Linked DNA regions of Mus musculus: regions 1, 2 and 3 are each linked to region 4. Evidence: chromatin contacts called from public Hi-C, HiChIP or PLAC-seq and promoter capture Hi-C data. All regions are on one chromosome and are shown on one strand. Each heading gives the region's core, a stretch centred on a gene start, on an enhancer-like site or on the middle of the called end of the contact. The rest is flanking DNA. Distances are from core to core; before and after follow the strand shown.

What was found. Promoter capture Hi-C pulls out the DNA fragments that hold promoters and counts their contacts. Hi-C and Micro-C count contacts between places; a contact is called where the count stands out from the background. HiChIP or PLAC-seq counts read pairs in DNA pulled down with a chosen protein or histone mark.
Region 1: a Hi-C map of cortical neurons shows a contact between it and region 4, with 4 times the contacts expected there. The contact joins the enhancer-like site here to the promoter of Mef2c in region 4. A contact is called at or near these places in 1 of 39 promoter capture datasets (hippocampal neurons), 3 of 484 Hi-C or Micro-C datasets (cerebral cortex and cortical neurons) and 5 of 115 datasets of contacts at active chromatin or transcription factors (the 230-238 cell line, embryonic forebrain, forebrain and 2 more).
Region 2: a contact with region 4 is called in a promoter capture Hi-C map of hippocampal neurons, with 2.7 times the contacts expected there. The contact joins the enhancer-like site here to the promoter of Mef2c in region 4. A contact is called at or near these places in 1 of 39 promoter capture datasets (hippocampal neurons), 1 of 484 Hi-C or Micro-C datasets (cortical neurons), 7 of 115 datasets of contacts at active chromatin or transcription factors (the 230-238 cell line, SST interneurons, VIP interneurons and 4 more) and 1 of 9 other capture datasets (macrophages).
Region 3: an H3K4me3 HiChIP or PLAC-seq map of forebrain shows a contact between it and region 4, with 4 times the contacts expected there. The contact joins the enhancer-like site here to the promoter of Mef2c in region 4. A contact is called at or near these places in 1 of 484 Hi-C or Micro-C datasets (cerebral cortex), 5 of 115 datasets of contacts at active chromatin or transcription factors (astrocytes, forebrain, large pre-B cells and 2 more) and 1 of 9 other capture datasets (embryonic tail).

The regions. Positions count from the first base shown.
Region 1 is chr13:82,559,068-82,564,285 of GRCm38.p6, reverse strand. No RefSeq gene overlaps it. Among named protein-coding and RNA genes, the nearest start is that of Mir3961, 140 kb to the left of the region's middle. Within about 2 kb of position 1,630, at least 7 of the 459 cell types and tissues checked have an H3K27ac peak or open chromatin away from gene starts, as enhancers often do. A contact at or near this core is called in cortical neurons, where this site is marked.
Region 2 is chr13:82,968,127-82,973,691 of GRCm38.p6, reverse strand. No RefSeq gene overlaps it. Among named protein-coding and RNA genes, the nearest start is that of Gm33073, 150 kb to the left of the region's middle. Within about 2 kb of position 1,816, at least 13 of the 459 cell types and tissues checked have an H3K27ac peak or open chromatin away from gene starts, as enhancers often do. A contact at or near this core is called in SST interneurons, VIP interneurons, cortical neurons and 2 more, where this site is marked.
Region 3 is chr13:82,591,699-82,597,057 of GRCm38.p6, reverse strand. No RefSeq gene overlaps it. Among named protein-coding and RNA genes, the nearest start is that of Mir3961, 100 kb to the left of the region's middle. Within about 2 kb of position 3,122, at least 7 of the 459 cell types and tissues checked have an H3K27ac peak or open chromatin away from gene starts, as enhancers often do. A contact at or near this core is called in forebrain, where this site is marked.
Region 4 is chr13:83,522,471-83,527,735 of GRCm38.p6, reverse strand. Mef2c (myocyte enhancer factor 2C) reads right to left here and starts at 2,993. Exons shown (of 11, transcript NM_001347575.1): 1 at 2,656-2,993.

The sequences.
Region 1 (5,218 bases), core at 381-2,880, 960 kb after region 4:
GCAATAAATCCTAATAATCACTGGTAAGTGAGATTTAAACTGAATACTCTACAATTCCTTTCATTGTCTCATCTGCACCTCTGAAGAGTACAGAGTCCATTAAAACAATTAGGAATATCAGTTCACAAAGCTTCTTTAGCTCACTTATAAGGAAAATAATAGTATTTATTTCTGAGTTACTTTAAGTAAATTTTCTCCACACATAGCCTGTTATAAACAACTCTTTCTTTCATATCCTTAAAGCTAAAACTAGAACAAGGATGTTTTATGCTATGTTCATTTTATTTGCCAGGTAATCAGCGATTTAATTTGTAGCAGCATTAAATGATCCCAGAAGTATGTTGCTAAGAGTAGTTTGAAAATCTCCAGAATGAATTAATATTTTATGTCAAGAAAACAATACAGGCCCAATTTTGTAAGCAATTTTTGCATGTACTATACTTAACTATAAAGAGATTGTTACTTTTAATGAAATGCAAAGAAATCATGATATAGAATATAGTTATAAAACTCTGAGAACTCAAAGTCTTATTTGTAAATCAAGAGTTGAATTTGATTATTATGTCTTTGCCAAATATCTTAGATTTGGTAAAAAGCCCTATCTTATTTTAATTTCTTTTAATGTGATTTCTAATAATTTAAACAGTGTAACATCATACATAATACATGTCAATGCACTGTGCCAATATAGGATGTGCTATAGCTATACTCCTCTTTATATTTAAGATGTATGAACTCAATACATCCTGTTACCCAAGGCAGCCAGGAAGACATTTGTGAAGAAAGTTAACTCAGTACTACATCTCTAAATTAACTGTTTTTTCTTAGGTTTTGAGAATATTTTTAAACCCTGATTAGGTTATTCTTTTAATATATCAACCCAAGGGGCAAATTCCATTAATTAAAAGAGACATCAGAGTTTTATAATAACCAATGCATTAAATGAAATACTGTAAACAGCAAGAAGTTAGCTATGACAAAGGAAAAGCAGACAACAGTTTAAGAGACTTATATAAAAGAACATGAATATACAGTTTCATCCACTCTGAAGTAGAACAATAATAAATACAGAATAGTGATACTAATTGAAGGAAGGATGAAGTCTAACAGTTTCTTGTGCTTTGGGGAAAGAACCTCAAAATATACTAAAAATTTTAATGCTATCTAAAACTTGAAGATGCTTTCAAGAGGTGATCCTTCTCTCCCATTATTTAAAAAGCATTTGAGGAATTTGAAAGCTCTGGAGAAAGAAAATATAGGCTGGCAGGAAGAAATTCCATCTTGTTGGGTCTCTGAAAGAGCGGAGGACTGAACACTTGTAAACACGGTACCTTGAGCAATAGTTGCCTTATGGCTTGTAGTTTGAGGCCAAGAATAGCATGATAAACTTAGAATGTGTTTATCTCTTGGCAGCTTCATTTTACTTGCAAGTTGGAAGGGACAAAGACCAACAATTTTCCACCTACAAAGTACATCTAAGCTGGCAGGAAGCAAAGCGAGTAAGTCAACTTGAGTCTTCAGATCACAGTCATTCTCAAAGCCAGATGGACAGCTTTAGAACAGGAGTGAATCAGCCAATATCTCAAGGCATTTGTGGTTGTAATGTCCTGGATTGGAATGTGGGGGTGGGAGGAAGCTTTAGTTTGAAGTTTTCACATACGTCTAGTGCTATTTTAAGAGACAGGCGGGATGTGTGCAAATTTTTATAATTCCTGATTCCTTGCTAGTTGAAAACAGGTATGAAGCATTTTAGAAACCCTGTCTTTTCTCTCAAAAATAGATTATATAAGCAGATTTTTTTCATACAGTTTGTTGTTTGGGTGTTTCTATACATCATCTTTCATCATGGTAAAAGCGTTGTGTCTGATTCATTCACTGACATAATGTTGGTTATTTAATGATGAAAGGCCAAGGTAGACTTCTGAGTTTTATTTTAAAAGTGCTTAATTTAGGAACAGAATTAATTACATGAGGTGTAGTTGAGAAAAGAAGAGCTTGGGTGCTGTAATTTTTAAGACTGAGCAAAGGAACTTCTTGTTACAAGGTTTGAGACATCTGCCGATGTTGGGTTATTTGTGTTTTAGGGGTGCTATGCTTCAAATTACAGAGATAGTTTCAGTTCTTAAAACAAAATCCTTATTTTAGCCCACGGGATACATTTTTTTCTCCTTTTAATACAATTCTCTTCTGCTTCAAAACAAAACTAATCACCCAAGGTTATTCTCAATAGTGATACTTAGACAGTGCAGGCAAACCTGCTGGTGTAGGAATAGTTAATTTTATGGAGACAGAGTGCTTCTGCTTTGAAAATACATTTTAAAATTATAATTTATTTATATTGTCATAAGAAATAAAGAAATGATTCTATCCCTTTCAATAAGATCATCAAACAGAAAATTATAAAATTATTTTGAAATGAAAATTAATTTAATGAAAATTAAAATTGACTGATGTTTATCTAACACAAAAGGCTCTCTTTATAGGCTGTGTCACGTGGATCAAACCAAATGCCACTTCATACTTTTAAAAACAATTTGAAATTTAAAAGTTTTAATAGGGTTGTTTGTAAAAAGAAAAATAAATGCTCATGGCAATGCATACTTAGAAATAGATGTGAGTACTCCAAGCAAAAGTCATACAACCAAGCTTATCAGTTCGAATTTGTTTGCCCTGCTACATACCCTGAATAATTACTTATTTTCTAAAAAAAAAAAAAAGTAAAATAAAAAGGATACTTCCTGTGGGCTTCCACCTTGCCTGATGTTACAGTATAAATCTTCACATATATGGAGAGCAATTTTTTTTAACTTGAACCCCTGTGTCTTTAATTGGTGTTAAGTGTTCATCCTTCATAGGCCATTGCTACTGCCTTTTTCTTGCATGTGTGGCTGTGAACTCGGGTGGCTGTATAATCTTACTCTGTAGCAATAACACAAGTATATAAAGGAGCTCCTTTAACTGTAATCTGGATTAAAAATTGGTCACATGATGGAACATATACGCGCCTCTTTAATCTAATTATGAATCAAAAATGGTATAGAGCTTCCTTACTGTTAAAGGTCTATCAGTTCTACCCAAAAGGGAATGGTTTAACTAAAATTTGACATTCTTATCAAATCCTTACTCTTTAGTATCAGTGTTTAATGCCTCGGAATCTTATACAATTCATGTAATCAAAACTGAATTTTTTTTTAAAGATTCATAAATCAAGGTGTTTGTGCCGCGTTTGCTTCGCAAAGTTCTCTTTGCCAGATATTATGCTTAAGTTTAATCAAATTACTGGAAAAGCCACAGCTTCAGTATTAACAGTAGTGCAACTTCCAAAAAAGGAGACAGAACCCAAGAAGAAACAAGGCAACTAAAATATTTAAAATATTTTTTCGGCAATAACAAGGACAAAATTGCCAGAAGTGGGAGAGGAGTCAACAATTCACTTCCCAAGGTTTTGAGTGCCAGAAGAGTCTGCCCAAGGAGGGAGGAACGCTGCACTGTTAATGACTGCAGTGGGTTTGGCCTAATACTGCTTTTATTCTAACGTTAATTTGGGTCACCATAACTGCTTACATGAGTGTCTGAATGTAGCTTCAGGTAACCTGGCCCTAGTTGGCTCTGATTAGTAAATTAAGATGCCAGCAGCCAAGGCAGGGAAGACAGAGGCAGAACTTTAGGATTCCCAGTTTGGGATAGAGAGGAGGAAGAAGAAAGAGATCCACCATGCTGGGATAGTGTGGAAGACAGGAGAGAGGCCATGGCTAAGAATAGTGCAGGACGGAGAAGCATGACGTGGCCGCCAAGTGAAGGAGCCAGGCAGGCTCAGCCCAGAGCACAGCCCATAGCGGCAGTCCTTTCGGTCCAGGGCAGCCAAACTAAAATATAGCGTTCAGTAGTAGTAACTCAGAATTATTTGCAGGAGGTGGTTTAAACCAGTGGAGACTAAGCCGTGGTCCATCTATTGAGCTGGATAAGGAATATCAAAATATAAAGGCTGTGTGTGTGTCTTTTACTCGAGAACGTAAACCATTGAGGTTTAAACCTGACAGCGGGATTTATTTAATTATTTAATTCAACTGGTGATAATTTCTTTTAAACAGTTCTTGGAAAAACACATTCTGGTAGTTCTAGGGAAATATTTAAAATCAAGTACAGGAAAAAAAAAGGAAGAAAAAAAAAAGGTCTGGAATAGGATTCAATGATTTCATCCCTAGAAAGGAGATGCATCATCATTTGCGAAGTTCATGTTCACTGTACACTGAGAAGGAGGAGGACTCTGTGCATGCTAATAGAACATGTTGTAGCTGGATGTGGTGGCTCACGCCTTTCATCTCAGCACTCAGGAGGCAGAGGCAGGCAGATTTCTGAGTTCGAAGCCAGCCTGGTCTACAAAGTGAGTTCCAGGACACCCAGGGCAACACAGAGAAACCCTGTCTCAAAAAACAAAAACAAAAACAAAAACAAACAAACAAACAAACAAAGAACATGTTGTACTAGCCAGGGAAAATCACAAAAAAACAAAATGAGAAAATGTATTATGGAGGCAATGATACAAAAGGGATTCAAAACTCTTGACAAAAGTAGATTTTCCTTTTTACCTGGAGTAGTCTGTTGAGTTGCTTTTATCTTCATTCACTGGTGTAAATATAGAAACTTAAAACTCTAAAAAGTAATGAAAGGTGTCTTCTGTCTTTGAGGCCAATGAAGGGCTCCCAATAATAACCTTTAACTCAAGACAGTAGAACCCATTCCAATGAGACTAAATAGGGTGGCTGTAAAGTAATACACTGCTGCTCAGCACAGGCAGTTAGCAAACACTTTGAAAACGTCTTGCTGTTGAACACATATCACTAAGTCATTTTCAGATTATTTTAGTCCTCATCACCTTTGCACAGAGATTCCAGATATTACTTTGACCTAGAGCTCTGGTTACACTGAGAACAGGTGATCTCTATTTTGAGTATAAGAAATGGAACCGTTGACATAGCTTGTCACTTGGCTTAGACCAGGGCACTGCAGGAGGTTCTGATGGTTAAAATGCTTCTTCTCCCTTGCTGTATTTTATACTCAGAAATTATTTCTTTCTACAATAATATTTAAGATGCTTAAGTTAAAAACAAAGAAGCACAAGAGGCAAATCTTAAACTCTCTATTTGGGCCTGTTTTACTTGTTTCTTTGTTTGTGTGTGTGTGTGTGTGTGTGTGTGTGTGTTTTGTTTAGGTAGAG
Region 2 (5,565 bases), core at 567-3,066, 550 kb after region 4:
TTAATGCCGTTAAGATGTGTTAAATTATATTTAGGTTATGCTTTTCTATGATGAAGTATATCAATGTGCATTCAGAAAATGAAAGTTTTAAAAAAATGGCCCTTCTACAAAGAGAATGTGGAAAAAAAATACCGAGAAAAGATCAACTCCTTTTCTACAGTGATTCATATTTTAAATATAAGTGAACTGCAGAGTATTTACCTGACTCAAACTGCTATACTCTCTCCCTCCTGACAGAGCCCACAAAAAGCTTTTGTGGTTCATCTTTCCTCCCTCCCTACCTCCTCCCTCCCTCCCTCCCTCCCTCCCTCCCTCCCTCCCTCCCTCCCTCCCTCCCTCCCTTCCTCCCTCCCTCCCTTCCTCACTTCCTCCCTCCTTCCCTTCCTTCTTCTTCTTCTTCTTCTTCTTCTTCTTCTTCTTCTTCTTCTTCTTCTTCTTCTTCTTCTTCTTCTTCTTCTTCTTCTTCTTTGTAACATCTTGATATGTTTCATCAAACAAGTTCATCGCTTTAGGAAGAGGAGGAGAAAAACATGCTAAATGGTGAATTACTTAAAAATCTTTCAGCTAAAAAAGATTCACACTGTAAAAAGCAGTTTGAAAGAGTTCTACAGCAGAACCTGTTAAGGACATAATTGAGATACATGCAGTCATTAACCTTGGGACAGACGGGGAATCTGTTAATGAATCAAATCAATACCCTCTCCACTGATCCATAATAATTTGAACGAAATGAAAAATTTAAGTTACTGTATGTGAGGTTATCATGGGCTGCAATTAGCTAGCCTCCAGGAGATTATGTTACCTAGTTACCGGAAGGTGAGTATAATTTCTGTAGATCGTCTACAGAAATTGTCATGAAGACAAATTCCAGACGTGAAAACAAGTCAGGAAGAGATATTTGGGGTGGTCCAAACCTGGGTCATGTTTCTCTTCTCTCATGCTAGGTATCCTTCTGCCTCTTCAGACTCAGAGTTTAAATAGTTACATTCACTTGAAAATGCATTATTATTGAAATTTTGAATTAGAAATGTGATTATCCTTTTTCAGAATACCCAATTACACAGCTAGGTACCCCATGAGATAACAAGGAGTTCAAGGAAAACTATTCTGTATTTGGGAGAGGCATAACACACAAGCTTCCTGATAAAGGCAGAATCCTTGTATATGGAAATAATTTATGTTTATGCAGTCCACTCATCCTAATTCCACCATGGCCGTCCTTGGGAATGAAATTATATACACAAAAAAATGATAATGAATGAATGATTTCCTTACTTCCCCACATTTTGCATACCCCCCCACTTGCATGTAGCACATATAAAACAATGTTGAGGGAGGAAAATGATCCTATAGCTCATTGGTTTTTCATACATTGCTTTCATATAAATTTTAGTTGGAAGAATCAATCCAGTATATGAAGTTACATAGAAAACCTCAATTTAGGAATGGAAAAAGAAAAAAGAAAAAAATTGCCATTCCCTGGTGATTCAGTAAATAAAACGGAGACGAGAATTTAAAAAAAATGCATGTAAAATATATGCGTATGGAAATGTTAAGAGCCTTATTTTATAATGCCAAGGAGGGCACAAGATAAAAACTGTTGTCATTTGTTTCCAAGGAAAGCAGTCGGTAAGACCAGGCACAGTAGGGTAGTTAGTTAGCTACCACATGTAAAGCTGAGAGCAGATGGTTCCGTTGATATAGAGCGCAGGAATGTGCGTGTTTATGCGGGTGCGTTTCTGTGCGTGTGCGTGTGGAAACCAGCAAGGAGTTTGACACTGATGTACTCCATCAAGTCCAGTTATAAAGAACAAGGAGCTAGAACAACATTCTGTGCATCTGGCAGCCTCACCAGCTCTGTCAATCTGTGGATACTGCTGACATTGTACTATAAGCTTCGATTCCATCTGTGTTGTTTATTTTGAGCTGGATTTACTGCACACTCTGTGAATTGATGATGGCTAGAAGGTCCAAAAGATTCTGAGTCTGTTTAAAGTTCCAAGGTGTCAAATCACACAGGATTGTGTCATGAACATTATGAAAGGGTAAGTGGAGAGGCAAACTGATTTCAGTATTTGTTAGACGTCCAAGGGAAAAAAAATCTGCAAATATAGATAAAAAGGTTTATGAAAACATCGAAAGACTACATATGAACTCCTGCAATCAAATGTTTCCCTTTCAAGTTTTATTGTGTCATTTTAAAAATTCAAAATATGTACAAACAAATAGACAAGTCAAATCAGTTCTCCCCTTTGAGGTTGTGACATGTATATTACTCAAAACTTCCTGATCAGTACCATATCAGATTGACACAGTAAAGGAATGGACTTGATGGCTGAAGACTGTCTGCCATAACTCCGCATGATGGGAGTGCAGAAGAAATTTATTTTTATATATTTGCTATTAAATATGTTTGGCATTTCTTTGTTGGTTCATTTATTTCATTATAATAGGATATTTATCAATCTGCTGTAGTGTTTATGAAATAGAAATTTCAATTCTGGTCACGAAGCAATTAAGAATTTAATCTCTATGAAACACATTTTTTTGAGCAATATCACTTAATCCAGATCATTAGAATCAAAGTTTCTGTATATTTTCCTTTCTCAAACAGCATTCAGCTGAATAGTACATATGGGTGAGAGCAGCAACGTGTTAGTAGCAGGGATGTGTATAAGTAGGAAGGTATTAGATTGGCACCTGTATGTATATATGGTGCCAGCTAGTTCAGATCATCCCTCCTTTAAGCTTTTGTGGTTAAGTATACTAGATTAGAATTTTCCTATGCCACACATGACACAAAGTATACTGTATGTAGTTTAACCTGTAGTCATTGAAGAAAAAGTATTTTACATATGATGCAGGAATTTTAATTCATACTTTTCAGCATATTTACTTCATGAATATTTATAGTTCATTGTGTTGCTAAGCACATATATGTAGTTACATATGACTCTGTACTTCTTTGAAAATAGACTAGTTGGAATCAATGAGACTCTCTATGTCAAAATTAAAGATACATCACACAGTTGTAGCACATGATGATAGCTTACTCTTCTGTATATGTGAAAAAATGTACACACACACACACATATATATGTATATATATGATACACAGCATATACACACACATAAAGAATAATAATATAATCATGTTTTTATTTGAGATGTAAAAAAACAAGCAACTTCTATGGAATTAGTTCATTTGATTGATAATATCTAATATATATTTTTTCAATTTTATTCCTATTTATAATAACTACTCATAATACGAGACACACTCGTATAATATTCAATACTTTAATATATGGTTTATCAGCTAAAACATTGTTAAAGAAATTTGAATATTAGTATTTAAATATATATTAAATATCAAATAAGAGCAGATCAACACAGTGTAGACCAAAATTAACTTTTAAAAAAAAATCTGCTATAGTCCTCTGCTAGACATTGTCATGAAAACTCCCTCTCCATTAGGTTTACCATCTATCTTCTTAATGCTCCAGGACATAATGTTGCCCTTCCTGCAGTAAGACTGGAAAAGATTGGATATCATTTGTCCAGGCAATATAGCTACCAAGCAACTAAAGAATATACAACTTCTCTCTATAAATATATTGAACATCTGCTCTGTACAGGACATGGTGCTTGGCATAAACTAAATAAACTAAATGAGAAGCTTGTATCAAGAATTGTGCCTGGTTGTTAGGAATTTAAAAAATTACAAAAGAATATAATTTAGGAAGTACTGAAATTGACTCGAGTACAGAATAATGAGAATGTAAGGCCCTACTTAGCATCAAATTCTAATATGAGTAGATAGAGAAGGACCAAGTGACCTGCTTCTAAGACATACACAGGCAGGAAAAAATGTGTGCAGACACAAGCATCAGAAGCTATGGGCAGTGGATTGTTTTGTTGCTTTTGATAAAGGGGCATACTGTCCTGCTCATTCTATCTTCAAACTTGTAACCCTCTTGTTTTGGTCTCTTGAATGCTAGGGCTGCCAGATTGTTCCATTACATCAAGATTGGAGACACATCTCTTTCAGCATGTGGGTAGCTCATGTGGGAAAGTGAAAGAAACACATTTATCATGTTTGATTCCTGGTAAGAAGTAAACCTGGTAGCCTGAGGTGATGAGGAAATTATTGAAGGTGGTATTTTTAAGTTGATTTAGATAATTGAAATAAAATTTGCAAATGTAAGTAAAGGAACAATTGAATACTGTTTGTGAGCTTTGCCTTAACAAAATATTGAACATGAAAAAGAATATATTAAGGTAAGATTTCTTTAACTGGTGATTTCAGAGGTCTCAATTCATATTTTTTGGCTGTATTGATTCTGGACCCATGTGATAGAAAGACAACATGATGACTAGGTAGCGGGGGTTGGGGTGGGGCTGGGAAGCTTCAGTAGCAAGTGTCACTGGTGTGCTTTCTCCACTTAGACTCCACCTTTGAACATTTCCATTGTTTTCTAAAATAGTGCAACTGGTTTTACCCAAGGGTTCTATGTAAGCTGGAGGTGGGGGGGTGAAGGGGGGGTGAGTTTTAAACTCCAGCTTTAAGTCAGTAAATGGGAAGAAAAAATACTTGAAAACTGAGATCCACAGCCATATACAAAGTTGAGAGATACATAAGCCAAATGAAAGATTTTCAAATTTTCATAATAGCAATCAAACAGTCAAACTTGAAGCTTTCCAATTTATCTGTGCTAAATGTTTCACTCGGTTATCTCCATTGTTTAAATGAATCAACACCATCAATCTCTTTGTTCTTTGTTTTATCCCTATCAGCCCCAATTAATTTATTTTCAAACTCAGACTCTCTGGTCGGCTTCTTCTGCTTTTCTTCTTGCCTCATGTGTCTTGTATATTTTTTTCTATCCTATCATATCTTCCTTGAGAAATCTTGGACTACTTTTACAGAGCATCTAAGTTCAGTTCCCAGAATTCACGTTGGGTGGCTCACAGTTGCTAGGAACACCAGTGTCTCATAGCTTATCTCGTCCCAATGGGTGACTGTGCTTACAAACATATTTCCACACAGACATAGAGACATTAATTAAAAATAAAGTAAGTATAAAGTAATAAAATAAATCTCTTAAAAATAGAAAATTACCCATAATGCGCCAATATATGTTCATTTCACAAACTCTCTTGTTTTTATATTGCAAAGCATGGCTTTCATTTTTATTCCTCTGTAAAATCAACTTTTAGTCACCTGAGTAGTTGTCATCTAGGAGTCTTACTGCTGAATAAGCTCACTCTTTATGAACTCTGGTTGGCTGGTTCAACTCAGCTGTTCTGGGTCGTCTCAGCTTCTCACTGAATTGATCTGCTCAGCTTCAAACTAACTCAGGGAATTTGATTTAAATTTCTGGTATTTTTATTCTCTAGTTTCAACTACCTCTGCTGACCAGTACTGAGCAGTGTGAACTCCCGAAGGAACTAAATTCCACTGCTCTGCATTCACTGCACCAGTTCCCAACAGTCCAAGTCTCTCCCTGTTCTGCTTCTAAATAGCTTCTCTTTCCTCTGCTGTTCTTGTGAGAGTTGGGCATA
Region 3 (5,359 bases), core at 1,873-4,372, 930 kb after region 4:
ACATTTTCTGTATCCATTCCTCTGTTGAGGGGCATCTGGGTTCTTTCCAGCTTCTGGCATTATAAATAAGGCTGCTATGAACATAGTGGAGCATGTGTCCTTCTTACCAGTTGGGACATCTTCTGGATATATGCCCAGGAGAGGTATTGTGGGACCCTCCGGTAGTACTATGTCCAGTTTTCTGAGGAACTGCCAGACTGATTTCCAGAAAGTTTTTAAAATACTCTTTAATACTCTGTTGCTGTTAATGACCCAACTGATAATTCTTAGGGTTTACTAAAGAACCATTTTATTTGTTAGTTAGGACTGCCTCTTTTCTTTCAAATTTCATTCCTCTCTGTTTTCTGCCTCTTATTCCATTACATAAATAGAGAGCCTTGCCATATGTGTAATTTGCTTCAATTTCACTCTTGATCCCCTTATAGAAAGTTGTTTTTAAGTGGACTATACCAACAGACTGAGAGGTGCTAGCTAGATCAAACAGTTAATTTTGAAAAAGTCTGAAGCCATGACACTTGTTTAGGGAGGCTTTAAAAATTTAGTTAATAGGAACTCTACGTCACTGTGACAATTAATTTATACATCAGTGAGATTTGGTAAACAAATAACTCTCCAAGTTTTACCTAGTAATACTCCCTAGTCCTTACCCAAAGAATGAACAACTGGAGGTGAATTTCTATAATGGATGAGCCTTCTGTCTGAGTATGCCATTACCTCATTCATTTAAAAGTCAATTTAGAACTTATGGACAGTGCCAAATTTACAGTCCTGAGTCCAGACTCCTTTTTATAGTCTAGAGAAGAGTCATTGCATAAGTTGTCATGTTGCAAGCCTTTTGAGCCAACTCCACTCCATCACAGTCTTTTTCATGATGGGCAGAAGAGTTTCAGACATGTAGGCTATCCAGTAACTTTAGGGCCATTAAAGATCAGCGAATGGAGTGGAAACTTACTCTCTATCACATTGTATATGTTCATATAACCTAATCAGAATTATCTAATTTGGTAAAAGAAATCAAGTTCTATAGATGCCGATATTTTAACGTAAATTGCTGTTCACTCTGTGATGACAAACTAATAATCAGGAAGTTTAGAATTTTTGAAGAGCAGTTCCATAAAATGTGAATAACAAAGGCCCAGAGATAGCAGATTAGATCATCTTCTCTAAGAAGAATGGATGACATGTTTGCTTGGGGAGTCAGCCTATTTGTGTGCACACCCTATCTATAATTAGTGTTCTCCCTGGGGTTGACAGATTCTGCTAGGGTAGGATTACTTTTGCTATTTCACAGTATCACTGCTATATGAGGCTGGTTACATCATTCTAGCAAATGTCCAGTGCATGAGGAAACTGAGAGGTTTGGCTCAACCAGAGAAAGCTCAGGTTCAGCCATGCATACCCTCAACTTCCAATCTTGTATTTTCCCTGTAGCATTTCCTGCTTGAACCACACAAAAGTCTTCTACATGGTCAATGTAAGCATTTCAGAAACATTATTTGGATTACAGATTAGCCAGGAACAATGATAAATGGAATAAAAGTTAAGTTTAACAAAAAAATGAACTTACTGGTTAGAAAGGTACATCCACAATAGCAGAAACAAGGTCAAGGGGTCTTGCATTTAAGATAAAATAAATAAACGTTTTAAAGTTTTTTTTTTTAATATAAGGGATATCTGGGCTTATTGTTTGTATGTAAGGACAAATAGCTCAAGTACATACACACGTACTTTCAAAGTGTAGGGTCAGGAAACATAGTAAGTCCTCTATACCCCTTCTTAAATAAAGCAGTTTTCAACTTTCTTAGACTGACACAAATATCATCATTTTCTTAGAAAATCCTTCCTGACTCCCCAAATGACTTATTCTCTCCCTCAAGCTCTCTCAAGACTTGCTCAAATGGGCTAATATGGAACTTACCATTTTAATATATTTAGGTATAGATTTATCTTCTTGAGATGAAGCCAGGTATGATATTTGATTTATCCTTATAACTTTAAAACCTAAGCAATTCATAAGGTGGATACATAATTTAGGTGAGATGAATTGATTTCAAATATGACTTGCATCTTCCATGAGATCAAATTATGCATGTTAGACATCCCAGAGTTTTAATGAATCACTTCATTATCTCCATAGCCACATAACGTTGTTGTGAACTCTGCATTAGATAGGAACTTTATTCATGTATTAGATAAAAGGAAACCAAAGTATGCAGAAATTCTGTGGAAATTGTGAAAGGAATAGGTAAGTTTCAGATACAAGATGAATTTTCTCTTTGTACTGTCTCAAGGCCAACAGAGAAGTATGGTGGACAGAAAGAAATAATTCCACTGAACGCCTACTGTGGAAGAGCATTAACTATCTGTTATTGTTGTACCAATAACTACGTACAAAGAAATGAATGGTTATTTATATTATAATAGTGATGTCTGTGGGACATTTGAATAATTTCAGTTTAGAGTTTTAATCTCTCTGATTTTCAAAGCTTTCACAGGAGTAATGCTCTATAATGTTAGGAAAGGAATGCTTATTCATAAGCTATTTCTTCATTCTTTAGTCATTAGTAAAAATGGGTCATAGATCATGTCATGTTGTCTGTAACCTAGTTATAATTATGGCAGAATGGAAGTTTCAAAATCATGATTTCTTATAGAAACCTTTAAAATCTCATTAGCTTCTGATAATTATACTAATATCTAAAGCTTGAAAATCACAGAACTAATTTCATCAGAAGATCAGCTGTGAACATGTTCTTGAGAGGTTTTCTTTCTCAACTTCCTGGGAACAAAAGGAGAAGGCAGCTTCAGGCTCTAACATGACACCCTATTTATGAGGCAGAAGAATACGTTCAGGGAAGCAGCACATCGTGAGTGAGCGGATTCAGAAGTGGAGAACGGGAATATTAGAGCAACATCTCGAAATGCAACTCTGAGACTGGAGAAGCCTCTTCACTTGTGATCGATTTGCATCTCTGCCTGTGTCTGAATTCATATTCCACAAGCACAGATGGAGGTGTGATAGATTTTTTTTTTTGAGCACATCTATTTATTCAGATACCGGATTCAGTCTCTGAGTAGGGAGATGGTAAAGGCTGCTGTGAGCAGATGGCACATAGGCACTATGACTTTCGAAACAACATTCTTTAAAGATAAGTGGCACAGTAATAATAATAATACTTAGCACATATATTGCACCTTTGTTCTGCCAACATTAACTAATTAATCTTCAGTAGACCCCTGTGAGATAAGTAAGTGCTTATAATTATCTCTATTATGCAGTCAAGTCAAGTAAGAATGTGTCGGCACATACTGTGGAAGACTTGGCCCAAGTTAAAGGCCGGGTGGATCCAATTTGCATGGCTCTTTAAGATTTCTGCTCTAGTAGCAGAGACTAGTATTTCTAGACACACTGCTGTTTGAGGCACCAAGTAGATTGGAAACAAGATATCATCCAACAGACATCCTTCATTCAGAGGGTATATGCTATAGAATTCTAAATTAGACTATGGGACAGTTGAGTCATTTCTTGAAAGTCCAAGAGGATGCGGTTGATCAGAAGCAGGAGTGAAACTTATAAGGCCCTCCCATTTGAAGAAAACAATGGATTGCCCACATCTCTTTTAAGACTGTTTTTTAAATAATTGTACAAAATAAGGATTTTGAAGAAATCTAAGGATTCCCTTGCCACTAGACATGTCTAAGAACTTTCATATTCAGGTTGTTGGAGTCTAAATAATGCTTTGGCAAGAGAGATTAATATTCCACTGGAAAAGGAGGACTTCTGAGTTAATCAATGATACCATGGAATTGCTTAAGTTCTGAAGCTTTGGTGATGACATACAAAGATGTCTACTTTGGAGATCTGAAATTTGGTAATATGATGTTTGGTAATCTGTGCCATGATATCAAGAGATCTGACCCTGAATTTGGAAAGATATAAGAAAATTAAAACACTTTATTGATTGGTACATCAATAAACAAACCTTAATTTACCATGAGAATCCATAAACAAAATGTATGGAAATGTTTCTTGATATTTGCCATGTGACAAACAAGCAATATTTTACTACTCACTCTATCTCTTAGAAGTGTGATTTGGGGCAAAACACAAACTTTCAGGTTTAGCTTCCTCATCTGTAGAATGTATCTCAATTCATCAACCATACCAAAGTCCAAAGATCCACGGCCAACCGACTTCCTCTCAACTTTGTAAATCAGGTATCATGACTATTTAACATATTTTTATTTTTATTACCATATAATTTAGTTTAATTTGGGGAATATAATTACACTTTACCTCCAATTTTTCTCTTCCATTTTTGAACTACATTCTTTTATGCAAAGGATCTCAAACTTAAAATTTTTAAAATAAGAAGATTAAATGAAAGCAATTTGAATATGATAGTCAGAATCATATTATGAGCTGTATGTCCTGACTATGGGCACACAAATTCAAAGTCTTGTACACAAATCATACCTGAAATCCAGAATACTTCTTGGTCCAGAGAGATCTCCTTCCCTAGGAACTGTGTTTACCCATTCCTTTGGATGACAATGCTTTCTCCACTTCCTCTTATCTTTATTTTTATATATATTTATATTAAGCTTATATCCACCCACAAGTCAACAGACAATATCAAATTAAATGTAGATATTTGAAGCAATCCCACTAAAATCAGGGGCAAGAAAAGGCTACCAACTCTCTCTATATCTATTCAGCATAGTACCTGAAGTTCTAGCTGGAGCAATAAGACAACAAAAGGAGATCATGAGGATACAAATTATCAAGGAAGAAGTCATGATATCTCTATTCACTGACAATATGATAGTATATAAAACAACACCAAAAATTCTACCAGAGAACTTCTATACTGAAAACAACTTCAGCAAAGTAGCTGGATATAATATTAACTCAAAAACTCAATAACTTTCCTTTAGACAAATGATAAATGGCCTGAGAAAGAAAATAGGGAAACAACACCCTTCACAATAGGCACAAATAATATAAAATATCTTGGTGCAACTCTAACCAAACAAATAATCTATATGACATGAACTTGAAGAAGACCTTCAAAGATGGAAAGATCATGATCATGAATTGGTAGGGTTAACATAGTAAAAATGGACATCCTACCAAAAGTTATCTTCAGAATCAATGCAAACTACATCAAAATTCCAGCACAACTTTTTATAGACATGGAAAGAACAATTATCAGTTTCATATGGAAAGAAAAAACACCTAGGTTAGTGAAAATAATACTTAACAATAAAAGAAATTCTGGAAGAATCACCATACCTGACCTCAAGCTGTACCAAAGAGGAATACTGATAAAAAGCTACATAGTATTGGTACAGAGAA
Region 4 (5,265 bases), core at 1,744-4,243:
ATTTCTCCATGTTGCTTGGAATCATGTTCTGAAAACCTTGGCTCTCTGTTTAATAACTATTTTTTGTTATATAATACAATTATTACTGTATAGACATTTCCCCATTTTTTGTCCCTTTCTGAGATTTCATAGACTCAAAAAATATATTGCACCAAGAGTTGGAAAATAAAACCCACAAAATATACTACACTAATTAGAAGAAAGTTTTAAAAGATAATGCTTACATTTGCCAAAGTGTTATTCAGCATAGTTCTCTATTAAAGAAATCTAAATACAATGAATAATTTATTAGAAAGACATAATTATATGCCGTTCAACTTAGTCACTGAGCAAGGTGAAGGCCAGAGAAAAACTAAAAAATATTTGAAAACTATAGAGTATATTGTTTTTTTTTTTAGGATTCAATTTTCAGGAATCATCAGATAGTTATTTTTTATTAGAATGAGTAGAGTTCTACAAAATTAACTTGTTTATAAAGCAAAAAATAAAGAACATTATAACAACTCTTGGTTACTGAAGTTTGCTGTGGTTAATTAGTATCTCTGCTTGGGAAAGTTAATGTTCACGATTACATACTTTAAAAATATGACTAACTTTGAAAGGGTGGAAAGTTGCTTATTATGACATGGTCATTTGTTATTTCCACCAATACCAAAAACATTTATATTAAATTAATAGCACACCTTAATATTACCCTTCAATGTATTCACATGCACACCAACTAAGATGTAAATAGCGTAGTGAATGAATGAAGTTAAAACACTGCTTCTAATAAGGAGTGTGAGAACTGCATAACACATTCTCAAACTGTGAATCATAGTAATAAGAAAAGCATTTTTTAAAAAATAAAGTTCAGCACAATTTGAAGTAAAGATAACTGCCAACTACTGGCCCTTTAACTTGGGTACCAATTTTTTTTTTAATTATATGTTAAGTATGCATCAATGAATACTTTTAGAGTAAAGATCAGAATCCGATACAGGATTAAATGTATTATCCTTTAAATAGTACAAAACCTCATTGATTTCAGGAATTTTTTTCCCACTTGTGATGGGACTTAAGGACAACTCATTTTACCTGCCATGCACTTGCTTTAGGGCTACTTTTAAATTCAATAATTAATATGCTTATACTAGATGATAATAACGTGGTTTATTGCCTGCATTTTTGTAATTGACTCAATAGCTGCACAAGCATACCATTGGTGCCATACTTATACATATTGAACTACTTTTAAGACTAGCCAAACTGACATTATTTTTTAAATTAAATGAGAAATTTTATCTATAAATTGAAAATCGGTATGGCTTCAAGGTTAAGTGTGGCTCACAGGTGGTCACATTTCAAGTCCCAGCAAATCTCTAGGGGAGGGGGATTACTATGCCCCACACAAACGTTTTTACTCTGCAACACAATTCCATTGCAAGGTGCCTGTGGAGGGAGCCGGGCCACTCTTCTGGAAAGGCATGGAAATGCGACTGGAGTTTTCTTTACAGCACTTAGAGAACACATATAGTCACGAAGCATTTCATAAGGCAGTTACCCTTAGAGTTACTATCACATTAACGATAGTAAAATGCACTTTGTCTTAAAGCAATTCTCCACCAAGGACCAGTTAAAGAACTGGCAAACAGCCTGATTCTACATACACTGTCAGCATTTACATCCTGAATGTTTTATACAGAACACATCACATCCATTTCAAAAATGTGAGGGAAAAGGTTCATAACCATAGCATCTAGAACAGTACAAAATGGCTCAGACATAACAATTTCCTTAAGAATTGGTAGCCTTGCTCTGGAAAGGAAGTCACATTAGCATTGCACTCAAACACTTGCATAATACACAATAATACAATAAGCAATGTGCTCCGTCTCTATAGACTTCCTTTACGGCCAACTTTGTCACTTAGTTTAGTAACTTTCATCCAAAGTCCAAACAGAAGGCAGGCTAAGTGACTTAGTTTTGTTTGTTTTTAAATAGCTTAATATTTCCCTTGATCTAAACAACAGTGCACATGCTGAAATGCAAACATGAACTGTGCAATGCACAGACTACCATGGCCAGGGCAACTGCTTCTGGTCCCCACCAATTAAACTCTTTCAAGCCTGCACTTTGATGAGGGAAGAGGATGCACAAAAGGTGGCCTCTGGCAGACAGCCCTGCTTTAGCTTAAAGTCATCCCAAGGACTAGTGGCTCAGAATCCAAACCCAGGGAAAACCAGTCTTTGGGGTAACTCATAGGAACATCTTTCCACAGTGAACTAAGAGCTAAATTTTAAGACAGCGACTTCAAGGTCACAGAACAGTCTGTGAAATCCTAAAATACACTAGTATCCACGTTCTCCACCCTATCAAACATGCTAATGACAGGAACTAACTTCTTGAAACTTTAAACAAACTGATGTGACAGGAAGAGTCAGATGTGAATTCAATAGCAGATGGCAAACGGATACTACTATCTAAAAAGTTACTTTCAGACACACACAAGGAAATCGTAGAGTCTAAAGAAAAGAATGCACAACAAGCCTTAACTTAAGCCTTCCAGAAAGGAGTTGGATAGATAGACCCAGTGCCTGGAAGAGATTGGTGCAGATTTCAGAGACAATACACAAGCTATTTCTATTCTTTTGGAAAAATGTCAGAGGTACTTACATGAAGGAAGACACGACCAAATTAGTCCTTGGAATATTTTCCTTTCTTAAAAGAGAGGAAGAGAAAGAAAAAAAATAACAATAATCTTTACTTTGTCCAGCCTTGAAGTGCTTCTCCACTTGATTCAAAGCTGCAGGCACGGCGACCCACACAGAACCTTCAAAGTCAATCCAATAGCAGCCCGAAGATGTCTGGGTGTACGCGTGTGCTCAAGTGTCTGTGACTGCGAGGCGAGCGAGCAGAGAGCTGGAGACGAAGTGTGCGTGTGTGCGCGCGCGAGAGGGGGGCAAGGGGGAGGCGCGCGCGGGCTTGCGCATTCGCGCGCGCACCGAAGCCGCTGGAAGAGGAGGAGGAGAAAGAGGAGGAGGAGAGAGAGGAGGAGGAGAAAGAGGAGGAGGAGGAAGGTGGAGGAAGCGAAGGAGGAGGTGGAAGAGGAGGAGAAAGTGGTTGTCTGTGGCCGGTGGGATTAAAAGTAACCAGACTCGTCCAGAAAACTGTGTCCAGGAAGGAAGTGACTGGAGACGAATGGGAAAAGGAGAGCAGCTCATAGCCTTAGATAGGTCGTGTAAAAGAGCGGGGGGTGGGGGGAATGTAAGGATACTGGGAGGGGACGCGGGGGCGGCAAGCAAGACGGAGCACACGGGGCTGGGGTTCTAAGCAGCACGTACGCTCCGGTGCTACCCCTGTCCCCCAATTCATTTTATTCTTGCCTTTGCCTGGCGCTGCCTTTTCCTTTCCGTTTCTCTATCCCAACCAGCCCAAACCGTTGCCTCTCCTCCCGAGCTGGGGAAATCATCAGTTTCACTCTTGCAAAAGGGGGGCGGGACTAGAACCTCGCAACATTTTAATAAAACAAACATACTGCAGCTCCCTCCTCACCCCTCCAGTCTCAACTAGATTGATAAATTACTCCACTACACTACTTTAATTATGTATATGGTATGCAGAATAAATCACTGAACATCAGTACCTCAATCAAGCACTTTTAAATGATAATTGCATCTTGGTGAATCAATCTTTCCATTCCTGACATTTTGCTAATTTTAGTTTTACGGTGGGGTAATGGCACATGCCATACGCAAACCTAATGACAATTCTTTATTGCATGAAAGGGAAGACAACACGGGGAGCGGCGGCTCCCTGCCTCTCTCCCCGCCGCTACAGAGGACGCTAGGCTCCTGCGCGCTCGCTCCCCCGGGGAGGCTGCAAGCCAGCTAGCAGGAAAGTCCTTCTGAAGTCGAGATCTTCCTTCTGACCAATAGGAGCGCGACCCTAAGAGCTGCTCTAGTGACTCCCCCCCCCCCCGCCCCCTTTAGATTCTCAGTAGCCACTTCATCCTTGCTCCGGTCCGCGCGCGCCTCCGTTACTCACGCGTAAAAGCCACGATCCAGGATGTCTGCAAGCCTCGATCCCAGCGTGCGCTTCCTGCCCGCCCAGAATGTATAAAGCTTTTGGCCTTGAGAGTCAGGAGGGCTAGGCTAGAAAGTGAGCCGAAAGGATCCTCCAATGTTAGTAATAAATTAATTACAAGTTTTTGAAATCTCGACTTTATCCCCGGGCCATTAACTTTCGAATCAATCTGGACAAATTTACTGAGAGGACAGCTTCCTCGGAGAATGCCCCCTCCTTCCCTCCACACCTTACTGGACTTTATCCAGGTCATTAGCAAGTAAACCAAAAACAACTTCCCAAATGCATTAGGCTCCCCTGACCGATAGATAGCGGGTGACTTCACTTATCCTGAAGAGTTTCAGCTGCACAGGAAGCAGGAGCAGACACTGATAAGAACTCTTAGGTTAAGGTTTAAGCTGTCGAATAATTTTCCATAGTAAAAATATAGGTTAACAAAGAATTGATACTTAGAAAAAAAAAAAAGGTACTAGATATCACGACCACACCTAAAAAGCTAAAGATTAAATATATCAACTATATACAAGTCAACCCTATGCATTCTCAAAATAGTGAAAGATTGCATGCCAGGAGTACTGTAGCTTGTGTAAAATATGAACATTTAATTTTTAATACTATGATTAGAGGAAGAGAAAGTTCACAGAGTACTATAATGTAGAAGATACAAGAGTAGACAATAGTAGCCCATAGAAATATCTAGCTAATTAAAAATATTTTCGAAAGTATATGTTTAACCCAGTAACTGGCTGAATTTCCCGGGAAGCTCTCCAGTAGGCCTGCAGAGTACTATTTTAATGCAGAGGGGCATTGTGCTTCAAAAAAGCCTCCTGCCTCATTGTGCTGTTTGAAGTTAGTAGCTTCTATCAGAGCAGTGGACTCAACATTTAAGCACCCTCCGAAGGAAGGCTTCATTTGAAAGCAGAAAGTTGTTTTTACAGGCAAGTTAAACTACATGGGAACAATCTTCAAACCTCTGGCTCCTTACCACTGAGACTATTAATTAGTACTGCGATTTTATTACAGGAAAGCATGACAAGCTGTCACAGAGCACAAGCTTTGTGACATGGTGGGTTTTTTGTTTGTTCTGCTTTTGAAAATGGTATCTATGCTATATTGTATTTGCTCCTCTTTCACATAGCAAGTGTGACTACCATGAGTTTATATAAACAGAACGGCATGTTTAGAGGTACAAGCTCTGAG